2 separate regions of the Anser cygnoides genome follow, and region 1 is linked to region 2. The links are chromatin contacts, called in public Hi-C maps. All regions are on one chromosome and are shown on one strand. The core of a region is the stretch at or near the end of the contact, and the rest is flanking DNA. Distances in the headings are between cores, read along the strand shown. Region 1 overlaps UPF2 (UPF2 regulator of nonsense mediated mRNA decay). Region 2 holds the start of ECHDC3 (enoyl-CoA hydratase domain containing 3).

What was found. A called contact is a pair of places that touch in the nucleus more often than the background predicts.
Region 1: a contact with region 2 is called in a Hi-C map of liver, with 3 times the contacts expected there. The contact joins the enhancer-like site here to the promoter of ECHDC3 in region 2. A contact is called at or near these places in 2 of 7 Hi-C or Micro-C datasets (both in liver).

The regions. Positions count from the first base shown.
Region 1 is chr1:6,677,662-6,684,101 of Taihu_goose_T2T_genome, reverse strand. UPF2 (UPF2 regulator of nonsense mediated mRNA decay) reads left to right here. Exons shown (of 23, transcript XM_048062607.2): 23 at 255-1,567. The coding sequence ends at 264. Among named protein-coding and RNA genes, the nearest start is that of PROSER2, 21 kb to the right of the region's middle. Within about 2 kb of position 3,706, at least 3 of the 3 cell types and tissues checked have open chromatin away from gene starts, as enhancers often do. A contact at or near this core is called in liver, where this site is marked.
Region 2 is chr1:6,620,159-6,626,476 of Taihu_goose_T2T_genome, reverse strand. It overlaps ECHDC3 (enoyl-CoA hydratase domain containing 3), which reads right to left and starts at 3,816. Exons shown (of 5, transcript XM_013197057.3): 1 at 3,544-3,816; 2 at 3,176-3,297; 3 at 868-965. The coding sequence starts at 3,671. It overlaps LOC136786427 (a long non-coding RNA gene), which reads left to right and starts at 3,822. Exons shown (of 5, transcript XR_010825051.1): 1 at 3,822-5,884.

The sequences.
Region 1 (6,440 bases), core at 2,457-4,956, 58 kb before region 2:
CTCTGAACAATTTTAGATTGATCTGCTGCAATTTTTTATGTAGGGGACTTGTTTTTCTTGATACAGAGGTCTGCTGTCTGTTGTCCAGCACGGTCTCACTTTAAAATGTGCACGGCTGATAGAAGCGTGTAACCTCCACGTGCTGAGGCTAAAGGCAGATCAAAATCACCATCAACAGATTTCGGGTGGTTGCTGACCTGGCGAGGATTGGATATTTCTTACTGAACTGTTTTTCTTTCCCTTTCTTTTTGTAGGAGACGTTGATCCAGCAGCAAGTGTCATTTCATTAGGTCCTGTATCTCTGATGTTGTGGATAGTGGAGTCCTCCAGCAATTAAATGAGAGCAGTGGACACATCTCAGCATGTCAGCCTAGAGCGTTCAGAATCGAAACCTGGGACAGGCTGGGGCCGTGGGGCAGAAACAGCAGCCTCCTCTCTTCCCCCCCAAAACCCGCACAGAACAAGTGGAAGCTTCCAGTCATGGCCTGCCAAAAAAAAAAAAAAAAAAACCAAACCAAAAAGCTTTTTGTAACGGGAACCATGTGAGGGTTAATCTTCTCATACGAGCGGAAGCAAAGGAATGAGATGGTTAACTTGACCGGGGAGCAGCTCGGAGAAAACAAAAGATCAGCCTGAAATTCAGATGGATTCCACTGGAGTGGAAAAGGTCTTGGTGGCGCCCAGTACGTGGGAAAGCAAAGCTGCACGCTTGGCGCAGGCTGCGTTATCTCTGGATCGAGCACTTTGCGTCGGAAGGGTGTTCGTCGGGGGCTGCAAATCTACAGTAGGAAAAAGTAGAGCAAACGGTGAAATGGAAAAGAAAACCCTGACACGTGGGAGAACGTCTCAACCCTCAGATACTCCTCCCGACCTGCTGGTTAAGGAGTAGCCTTCTGCTGCCAGACAAGCGAGAAAGAAGGGGTTGGGGAGCGGGAAGGGGCGAAAAAACACTTAAGAGCCAAGGAGGTAAAATGTCTGTTAAGGTTTTAAATAGGATGTGAAGTGGATTAACACAGGGTGTTGACTCATACTGCTTGGAACAGCCTGACACCAGCCTAAGGACAGGGATATAGTTGAGCCCATTGTATGTATCATTGAAAACCAAAATGTGCCAGTCAGCATAACAGGGGGATGTCAAGGAGCGGATCCAAATATTTTGTTGATCTTCATGGGTTGATAAGCCTCTGTGTCTATTGAAACAAACAAACAAAAAAGTTTAAAAAAAAAATTTAAATACATCTGGAAACAAGTAGAATTTTTATTTTTTTCTAAGTAGAAATGAGGTTTCTTGGTCTGTTTCTGACAATCTGTTATTTATTAGCATAGATTTTTGTTTGCTTTCAGGTAGAGGTAGTTAATTCAGTTAAGGAGCTCATCTGTATGTTACTAATTCTTTTTTTTTCTAGCTCTTTTAAAATTCTTTTTACCACTGTTTTTGGTTTCTGCATGTAGGAAGAGAGACTTGTAAAATTGTAACATTTCATACAGAAATGCCGCCCGATCTTCACCAGCTTCAGAAATCTGACCTTTGCCAATGCTGCAATAAAGTGTTGTAATTTAGAATTGGTGTCCGACTCGTTACGTTGCCTTTGTTCTTCTAAAATAATGTTTTGAGGAATTCCTGGTATATCTTGGCGCTGTACCTTGGGCCATACTTCATATGAGAAACTCAACAGTTGGCACCGTACCGAAACAAGAGGACTCCTGCCTCGAAAAACATTCTTGAAACAGACTTGTCTGCTTGGTAAGGAAACAGACTTCTTGCTTGGTAAGAGCTGCAGGACTTTCTTGCTGTTTAGCAAGGAGCTGTGAAACTGAGGTCTTCTGTAACATAACTTATGTTGTCATACGCAGACGGCGGCTTCGAAAGAGATGGCTCCACCGCCGCCTCACCTACAGCAGCCGGTTGTTGCCCTCTTGGGGTCGTGAAGCTCCATGGTGAACCAGACCAGAAGATGACCTGTGTTGGATCAAGGTGGTTTTGGCTGATTGTGAGGAAGGTGAGTTCCCTCTTGGCTTCTTGCATCGGTTCTCAGTCCGTGGGCTGGCCCCTGACAGGGTGAAACGCTGGTGGGCCGTACGTGGACTGACACAAGAGGGAAGCAGAACTTTTGGTGATAAATTGATTTAAAGTGTTGGTGAAATTGTGCACTGATAGCGTTTGTTCCCATCACCTGATGGGCCTGAAATAAAGACAGCACCTTCGGCTTTGCCAAGTTATGTCGGTAGCTCAGTGAGTTTTAAAACGTGTAAGCTTTCCGATGATGCTTCTGAGAGAAGAATTCAAGGTTTTGAAAATATACCTACTTAAATAGTCTTTAATCATAGAATTGAGCATTGAAAGTGGGGAAAAAACTAATTGTCAGAGCAATTTTAGGTCTCCTCCTTTGCCTGCATGTGCTGTAACAGCATTTTGGGACGGGGAAGCCCTGGAATGATCAGTGCACGATTTCCCTGAGGACCTGGCTGGGCAGGATAACAGGATGCTGTTAGGCAGCTTCCAGTTTGCGGAGCATCACCTGAAGTTTTCAGAGCATCCCACACAGACACGTTTCTCTAGGTTTCTGCCAGGTTTAGATCTGATTTGCTGTGCAGGCACGTATTCTGGATGTGTGCAGTCACCCCCCAAAAATCCTTTCAAAACTGTCTCCAGCTGCTGTGGTCTCTCCCCTTGGAGAAGGTAACTTCCACGTTGTGGCTGTGGGTTGCGAAGTGCCCCAGAGCGAGGAGTACCTTGCGGGGAGACCGAGTCTTGGTTTCAATTTTGGTGTAAAAAGAGCATGTGGAACTCTTTTCATATCAGTTTTTTGCACTTATATTTGTGCATTTGCTAACCATATTTATAACAGCAATATGGCCATAGAAAGATTACCCCAGTGGATAATTTCCACTCCTCAGATGCAGAATGCCTACCGCTTCCTAACAGTAAACTAAGCTTCTAACTCAGGCTCAAACTGAAACTGACTTCCCTTTCTTCCTTTACTGCTTGCTTCCAAAGTCATTTAATTAATCCAGATCGGATAACTGCATGAAAATAAAACATTAATTCATGTGTTAACTTCATTGTGTGTGTATCACTCTAATGTCTTGGATTCTTTGGACTGATGGCAATATTTTTGAAAATTACTTGCTGAAAATATTGTGAGGTCAGCTGGAGGTTTCCATGACTTCAGGCTGAAATGAAGAAGTAAAACAAAAGCATCTCAATGAAACCTTTTGTAGACGAGTTTCAGAATAAAGTCTGTAGTTCTGGGGGAAAAAAAAAATCTCCCATTGAAATCACTGCAAGTGAAACAATCAGGGTTGAACTTGTTCTCATAGGATGCGAGGATGTTATTTGCTGTTTGCTTTCCACTTTCCTGACCCTCCACCGCTGATCCACCAGGCTGACTTCCTGCTTCTTGCGAAAGTTTGGCTCCCAGGTTCACGTGCGGGCGGTTGCTGCAGGGATTGTGAGGCTGCCTTTAATTCTATGCCATTAGAAGGGTTTGTCTTCCTTTGTCTTCCTTTCCAGGTTATCTAATCACCACAGTCAGGTGTGCCGTTTGTTTTTGGTACAGGATCAGGGGAGTAACCTGTACCAGTAACCTGGTCTGGTTGTGCCCCAAACCAAGTCCAGAAAAGCAGGTTTGTATCCGTGCTGGAGCTGTGTAACTCCCAGCATGAGGCAAGGCACCGACTGCTTTTTGCTGAGGGTTATGGCATAAAGCAGAAACGGTATGGGGAATGGACAAAGCAAGTGGCTTCAACTGTTAAGTAATAGGGATCGAAGATGCTCCTCTGCTCCTCAGAGGTCTGCTCGGAGGGGCCTGCAGACTGCAATTAAACAGAATAATTTCTGAGCACCTTAATAGTGAATTTCTGAGTATCTTAATAGTGTTTTCAGTAATCACGGGTTACAGCAGCCGATGTTTGGCTTACTCTGTTCTAGACACCACTCTACTGAAACAAGTACAGCTCACAGCAGTGGCTCTGTATCTCTACAGACAACTGAACCTCAAAAAAGCGCTTCAGAACTGAGCGTTTTGATCGGTGCTCTTATGTAACTGGTGCCTTGCCCGGATTGCAGGCTGGTTATTTCTAACGGACAAGGTCACATCTAATACAATCGCTCCTCTTTTCCTGCAGCACAGTGACCTCAAGGGGCTCTGCGATGTCACCGAGGACTCGATGACAAATTCGTGCCCTGGTGTCGCGTGACCAGGGAGAAGACGTTCCTCTGGGAGTGCTCCTCCAGGGACGCTGGCTGCGGGCGTCCCCGTGAAGAGGATTTCTAAGAAAGCATTCCTTAACCTGCTCGGAGGTAGCTGAACGCAGAGCACTTTCCCATCCGGGAAAGCACATGTAGATGAGCGAGAAATTGTTTCGCGTCCTTGATTGCGTAAGGGATTTCTCCGCTATCTTATCTGTCTCTGGAAAGAATTTGGACTCGTTTAGGTCCGGGCATTTGAAGCTGAGGCTTCACCGTGGTCAGGCTCGTTGAGCTGGCGTGCTGACAAGCAGAAAATGTGCTGCATGATTTATGGCACGCTGGCTCAAAGCCGGCTTGAGCCGTGGTGCTGTGTTACTCCTGGCTCCCGAGTGGAGCCAAAATCTGCAAGTGCAAGGTTTGCTCGGGAGCGTAAACACAAGCAGCACCTTGAGCCTCAGCTGATGGTTTCTGCCCTCTTTTTCTACCTCGCAATGAAGTAATGGGATAAAAATGGTATAAATCCTTCTTGATGCATTGCTGAGTTTTCAGACTTGCTACAATTTTATTAACTGTGCAGTCCTTCCAAGTAAGAAGTCAGTTTTGTTTGTCATGTAAAGGGAATTACTGCATGCAGACGCATCCGTGCACGTACACCGATGCGCACAAGGTGATTCTATCTATAGGAAGGCTTAGAAAACTAGTCCTGCCTTGCAAAGACAGCCTGGTTTGCTGGGGTTTTCAGGTTTTTTCATTGCGCTTGGCCCCTTCCTTGAAGCAGCAACCCTGAACTTGGCAGCAGCTCACTGGGAGTCACGAGGAGCGGCTGCTTTAGGTTCTGGCAGCTTGCTGGCGCAGCGTTCAGGTGGGAGCGCATCTGCCTCGAGGAAACATGGTGCCGCTGACAAAGCGCTGACCTGCCTGCTTGTTTCGGAGGACAGACCTCGCGGGCTGGCGGCGTGGTGTTTCCCAGCCCTGCCCAGCATCAGCATGGGTACAGAATGGTGGCAGCCAAGGGCAAGCAATTAATGGTCTGCGCTCGTTTGGACTCGGAGATCGCTGGAAGCAGCAGCACTGCCCGGGCACGGTCCTTACCTGCAGTCATTGTACTCCTCTATCCAAAGGTATAAATAAGTGAAAAAGCTGGCAAAGGGTCTTGCTGATCCCTCACTGTTGCCCACCAGAGGTGACACTGCGGTCTCAAGACTCCACCTCCCAGCCGGGTAAGTGAAAATTTCCAAAACAAACACACTGCCACCACCGCCGCAAGCCTGCTTTCGCCCTCGGGAAAGACTCTCTCATTTTGCCTTTTCTTTTGAGCTCCAGAAGGTGTTTTTTCTCCAGTGACGTTTTTCCTCCGCTCGCCTGCCGTTCTCCCCGCTGAAGACGTTGGGCCGAGGTGGCGCTTCGCTGCCGCGCCTCGGACCCCAGCTATAAATAGGGCTTCCTAACCGCAGCTAAGTGGTTCCAGGCGGGCTGCGAATAGGAAACTATTTGGGCAAGAATCAAACAAGTGCGTCAATGTCAAAACATTTACTTGTATTGTTTGAATTATAAACTCCGCTTTTAAGTTGTTATTGTTGGGGTGTGATCGGGACAGTAAAACACGCGGCGCTCGTGGTCGTCGTTGGAAGAACAAACGCTGGTCTGTTAAAAGACTCCTTCCTTCCTTCCTTCCCTCCTTTCTCCCTTCCTTCCCTCCATTTACTGGCTCTGAGCACTCAGGCAAGTAAAAACCAACAAAAAGGCTGTAGAACTTAAAAAGGAGGAGACTTAGGCTTTGCAAACTTTATTTGTTCTTTTGACATTTGCCTGTCAAAGCGCATGGGATTAAAGGGGAGCGACTTTTTCTTCTGGAAGTAATGGTTGGCAGCCCGGGAGATTGAGAACTTTGTTGTGCTTTTCCCTTAACTTTTTGCAGTGTTTTTGGTAGCACCTCAGGGCTGCCGTGGTAAAGTCTCCCCTTGGTGCACTCCTGTTCACGCATTTCACAGCAGCAATGCTCACGATGCGGGAGCGGGGACGTTCGATGGGATGCGCTGGGCACACAGCGCCCAGTGCCTGGGCTTGAACGCACCAGAAAAATCACGTTGTAAATAAAAATGAAACCTAATCAGGCGCACTAAATCCATTTAGGAAAGCAGGAAATGTTCCCTAGTAATGAAGTCTGTCTGGGTCGTGAAGCTTTAAGGCCCTGTTGATTCTCTACCCCTGCGCTGGTTTGTACGTTGGAAACAGAGCCACGGTGACA
Region 2 (6,318 bases), core at 2,567-5,066:
TGACAATATACTGGTATTCTGCCCCACAACTGCAAAATCAATATTAAACTATTGGTTCCTAAACTATTGGACCTTGACTCCTTTCTGATGAAGGGACTAACTTGTCATTGAGTCATATTTGTGCTTAGCTCTTTGTAGACAGCATACCAAGATGAAATACAGACAAAGCTGCAAGGATGATTGCTATGTCTTATACCAAAGGGCCTTCAGTAGTAACCTTCACTCCATGGCTTTTACAGCATTAAATATTAGTAATGTTCGCTTGACAACGTGTTTAGAGATCATTATTTCTTCTGGAGGAACTAGAACAAAAGGTTTCTCTTTTTTTTTTGTGGTCACACTAAGCAGGATTAGGGGGTCAAATTCTAATGCCATTAAAATCAAAGGGGTTTTTGCCATTCCCTCCAAAGGCTCCAGGAGCCACTTTAACATCCCAACCTTCAGGTCTGTGCTTCTGCAATAAGAATGAGATCTTGTATGGTCTGCTGACTGGGCAACCAGAGTCAGAGATGTATTCAGATCTTACTTTCACATTGTCTACTTGATGTTTAAGCTGGTCTTCAGTTATTAGCTAGATGCTGGGAAAGATCCTTTGACCACATGTGGTATGAAGTTGGTTATCCCTGGATTTCTAGGAAAGATATTGCCCAAATATTCAGCTGCAAGGAGAACTCGATAAAATAAGGAACACGCCATGACTTCAGCCAGTAGGAAACATGCACGCTGGCATTCTAGGATTTTTATTTGCACGTAGAGAAACCCAGGGAAAACATCAGTTCACCAGGATCAGGTGTTAACTTAAACCAGTATCACTGCTTGCTCTTAAAACCAAGCAAAAGGGGGTGGCGCTTAAGAAGAACTGCTTACCTCTGCACATATTGCAAATACTTGGGAGTGATGCTTCACATCATCTTCACTTGACAGTTCCTTTAAATCATGGCCAGAACAAAATACAGGGCCTTCAGCTGCAAAGAATTTCATGAAAAGTCAGTCTGAGCTAATCAAGAAACCAAGTGGTGTATTAATACCCCATTTAAAGGTATAAAGGTGTCAGTGATCAAAAAGAAGTAGATTGGAGAGAGAGTCTTATGCTCAGTTCCTAAATATTGCCTTCTGAGCTTTGTAATACCTTTAAATTGCTGCAATAAATGATTTAACCACACTAATGCCAATAAATATTTTAAAGGCTGTTTTACTTCCACTCCGAGTTAACTCAGTTAAAAATAAGGCTCTTTACACCTCTCAGCCCAGTCTCTTTTAAGATATAGTACTGAACTGCTCTTTGGTACAGCGTAAACTAGTTGGCTGCAGTGACAATGGACTGCTCTGTTCTCAGACTAACAATATGGTTATTCCCTATTTATTGTACACTAATGATTAACTTTTACAAAATAAGCAACAAGAATTTCGTGTCGTGGTATTTAAGGCAACAATGGAAAAAAATGTTCTGCTAGAGAAGAACCAGAAGGGCTGGTATGGCCTCTGTTCCTCCGCTGCTAACACTCATCTAAGGAATCCCGAAAAGCTTCTCCAGGGTTTGGGTAGAATAAGAGCAAGATTCTGTAGGTCTAAATTCTGGATTTGCTTTCCTCAAGTTGCAGCTAAGATCAAAACATGCTCTATTGATACACTATCTCTACAACAGTTTTCCTTCCTCGTGAGACATCTGCCATAAAAATAAACCAATCTGAAGCTTTTTAATCCTTCACATCTCCTCAGATATTTGCATGGGTGTGATATTTCCATCTACAGCTATGAAGCTACCATCTTAGCTATGCATTTGCTTCTTATGAATCATCTTATTGTTAACAGTCTGTCTAGCAATAACCACACACCAGCAATCAGCTCACTGGATCAACAATACATTATCTGGAAATTTAATCACATCTGCATTTGCGCCTCATTGAAGGGGAATCCACTGTAAAGTCTGTGTTAAAGATTCAAAGCATCCCCTGACTAGTCTTTTTCTTGAGATTTCTTGTTTTGCATTTCATTCAGCAACGGAATTGGAAATCAGCAGGAACATGCAGTTTATTTTTAAACTGAAAAACAAACAGGCAAGAAAAATAACCAAACTGTACTCACAAACTCCCAGAGCACTGTATTCTCAAAAAGTAACCTGAAGCATCTTACAAAATTTGTAACTGCTATTTGAAATATTGAATATATATATTTGTCGCCCCTGTCAAGTTAACTTATTTCCACTCTCATGTGCATGCACACTTATACATGAGCAACGTTCTCCTCTCAGTACAGGAAATCTCAGCATTCAAAATTATTAAACCTATTTCTCCAAGATGTTTGGAAGGAGAACAGGGGAAGATTATCTTAAAATGACAGAGGAAAGAAAATGGCTTAAGAACATCTCAACTTTTATTATTTTTAAGAACTCTACAGGTTAATATCTAAGTGGAAGAAAGTCTCTGAGAGATAAAGTTTTATATTTGCAGGTTACAGGTGACTGCAGTATCAATATTATAGTCTCTTCTTCATTGGAGAGTTTTAGAAACGGTTTTGACAAACCAGTGGCAAAAATAACAAAGTCTGATCCTGGCTTAGAGCAGGGGAACAGAGCACTAGGAACCCTTTGAACCCCGTTTACTACAATCTGTACCTGCCACTGAAGGCAACAAAAGTCATACACGCTCAGCCTGTTTCTGCACAAAAACCATTACCTAGGAGTGTTTGTTCTTTAGTGTAATGACTATCAGGACCTGGATTTATTGTTTGAGCTACTGTTCATATGTAGTTTTAAAAACAATTATTTCACTTACTGCTTACTTTTACAAAAGGAAAACGAAAGCTTATCAGCTCTGTAAACACACCAGGCAACCTGACTGAAATATTAACATTTCGAACACTGTTTCAACAACCTTAGATGTGTTAATTATCAACAGAAATATAACAGAACCTAGTCAATTATTAAGGCTGGTTTCAGGAATGAGGAATTAAGTATATGAAAGCGGAAAGCAGGATGAATATAAAAGGGCAGCGAGGTCTGAGTGGGGAAGGCTCATGTGTGATACTGTTTACGTTCCTGGCAGGCTGTAAGAAAACGGTATGCAAGCTCCTTCCTGCCCCGTTTTCTATAATTCAGTGATATTCTGAGCTTTAAGCTCCACGTTATCCTGTTTCTTCTTATTCTCTCAGCCACTCCTTCTCTTCTGTGCCGTACCTGAAATGACGATAACGCGGAGCTCTTTGCTTTTGATGTCGTGCAGCAGGTCCTCCTTCAGCGCCTGCAGCATGGAGAGGGACAGGGCGTTCCTCTTCTTGGGGTTGTTCAAGACAATGTTTCTGCAAAAAGCCGTTAAATACAGAGGGTTACCGCAAGGCAGAAACAAACACAGAACAACGAGCAAACACTCAAAACGAGTGACGAACCCCGCATGGCCGAAGCGTGCACACGGGAACTCCGCGAGACTCCGCGCTGCGACCACAGCCTTCCCGCCGAGGCCCCGCTCTCAGAGCCCCCCCAGTTTCCACCCACCCGCTCTCCCGTTTCTTCCCGTTTTCTCCCGATTCCGTCTCCCCCCAGCTCACCGGACCCCCTCGGCCTGCCGCCTCAGGGTGAGCTGCTCCGGCGGGGCCGCGCTGCTGCTGCTGCAGGCTGCGGCCACAGGCCCGGCCAGGCGCCGCCTCAGCCTCCACAGCCTGCCGGCCGCCGCCATCGCTGCCCGGCTCGCTACTGACCCCTAGCCCGGCTCCTGCCCGGCCTGGGGCTCAGCCCCGGAGGCCTCAGGGCGGGCTGGCAGCTCGGGGAAGCCGGCCCTGGTCGCTTGTCCCGCGGGGAAGCGGCTTGACCCGGCTCGGTGCGAGCCCCCCCCCTCCACCCCGCGGGGCTGGGCTTGGCCGGGCTGGTTGGTGAATAACGAGTGAAACGTCTGACTGGAATGTGTCCCCCCTGGAGCCTCAGAAAAGGGGAGATGTGCCCTGCTTTGGGGTTTCACCGAGCAGGGAGGCTGAGGGCTGCTCAGGAAGGGATGAGCCGTGTTCCCTCCTGAGGCGTGAGGGGACAGAGTAAAACCCTGTGCACCTTCCCCCGCCGCCCTCAGCTATTCAGTTCTCCAGCCGAAAAAACACATTTCCCCAATGTGTTGACTCCCAGATGAATAAAAAGGGGAAAACAAGAAAGAAAAGTGGGAAATTAAGGGAAATTAAATGCAGTGTGTGTGAAAGGGAGCAAATAAATGCCATGGTTCCACCAAGGACCAGACTAATGTGCGTTACAATATACAGCTCATCAGTTCGTCACTGCATCTTTCATGTAAAGATTTGGAAGACATACGTTGTACTGTGCTCTTCTGTGCTGCAGATGTTAATCACTCCCTCTTTGAAACTGAGGACTGCAAGACAAGTGAAATATCTTCTCCAAGATTAGCCCGCACATTACTAACACAATCTGGAGTACGGTCCACCTCCTCACTTCGAATAACCCACTAGATATATTCTTCTGAATGAAGTGACAGATATGGGACTGAGAAGGGACTGAGATTATCGATGTGTGATAAAACCACTGGGGCTTCCTTGGACACTCTTGTCTTGGAAGACCTGGGTGGGAAGGTGGCATTCATTAATGGGTATGTTGGGGGTGTTGGAGGGCCAGGGGTACTAGAAAATATTGGCATTTTCACTACATTTTCTACATTTGCATTTATGGCCATGGGATGAAGATTAGGACTATGCCGAGAAAACTTGTGACACTTAACTTGGGATATATCATTAACACAAAAGACAATTGTGTTGTACGGAAAGAATGAGATTGCTTTGAGGCCTAAAGTAATTGGCATGGGATGAAATTCAGTGCTACAGGGTTTGGGGTCATATACTTGGGAACTAGTATCATCTTTCATTCAGTGGTTGTGGAGAAGCACTTAGGTGTCCTAATTGGTTCCACAGTCATTCTGCAATCTGTATGGTGCATCCAAGAAACAAAAAGGGAAATAAGATTTTAAGATGATTCAAAGCATTTTAGGGACATATAGGTAAAGGTATATTCACAGCTTGTCTTGATTATTGCATATGCTTCTGCTCATCCATGTTCAAGAAGCCAAACACAAGGAGGTGCAGAGAGAATAGAGTCAAATGGAGACTCTCTGTTATGAGGTATGAAAACAGTGGGTTTTTTTAAGTCCAGCAAAACAGCTGAAAGAACACAGGGCTGCTCTCTCCACAGGGTGGGCATTTTGCAATCTGAGAAGGCAAGAAGCTATGCAAGATGGAGAACTATGCTGGCACTATAAGAAGTGGCTGTAAACTGAACATGAACATATTTGAGCTGGAAATTAAGGAGCAGAGTTACAGCTTTGATATATATATATATAGATACACATTGATATATATATATATATATATTTTTTTTTTCCCTAAGGTGGAGCTCAGCAGGCTTCTGAAAAAGGTTTTAGGATGCACTTTCTTAGGTTACCAGAGAGATGGATTTGGGGAGGTGGACCCCTTTCTGTCTGTCTTTCTGCTGAACCCCAAAGCTCTCCTTTGCCAGTTCTTAGTGCTATGCATAGTAAATCTTTCTAGTCTGAGAAATGTGCAACTCCCTGCAGACCCTGATTACCTAAAATAGTTGTTCCAAAAAATGTTGCTTTGCAATATAACCTCTCACATTTCTTTCATGTTGCTGTTCTCTGTTTACTCGCAGGAGTGATGACCTCTCTTTCTTCACACCTGGCTCAGGCAGTCCTCCTGGGAAAGAAGCAGCTGTGTGGATGAGGCAGCTAGCAAACGATCTCATCTGCCATGGGATGCTGACAAGCTTGAGGACTGAGCAGCGCTGTTCAAGGAGATGCAGGGTGCCCCAGTTGTGATTCCCTTGTCGTCCTTCCTTATCACATCTTCTCATCACGTATCCTTTCCTAAAAGCTAGTGGAAGGTATTAGTAATTCAGATGTTTTGTGCACAAGTGAATCTTCATTGTTTGTGCTCCATTTTCTGTCAGAGCCATAGGTACTCTAAAATAAAATAGATATATGTCCAGCAGATGTTCTCTGTAAATGTAAATCTGTGTTCCTGCTTCCTTATCTCCCCATTGATGGGCTTGGTGGCTCTACTGTAATAGAAATAGTGGTATGTACATTTTATAAATTTTGAAGGACACTGATAGATCTGAGAGCTAGGTCTGGACTTGACTTTCCCCATTTGCCTATTAGCATTTTCATATGGTTTGTGCTTCATGATCATTCACCGAAAAGTTCTTCCAAATTTTACTTTAATATGTGAGGAATCTGTGGCAAAAAATGCCCATTTAGAACACCAGATCATTCTAAATTGATCACAGCAGTTCTCAGAGTCCTTGCTTGGCATGGC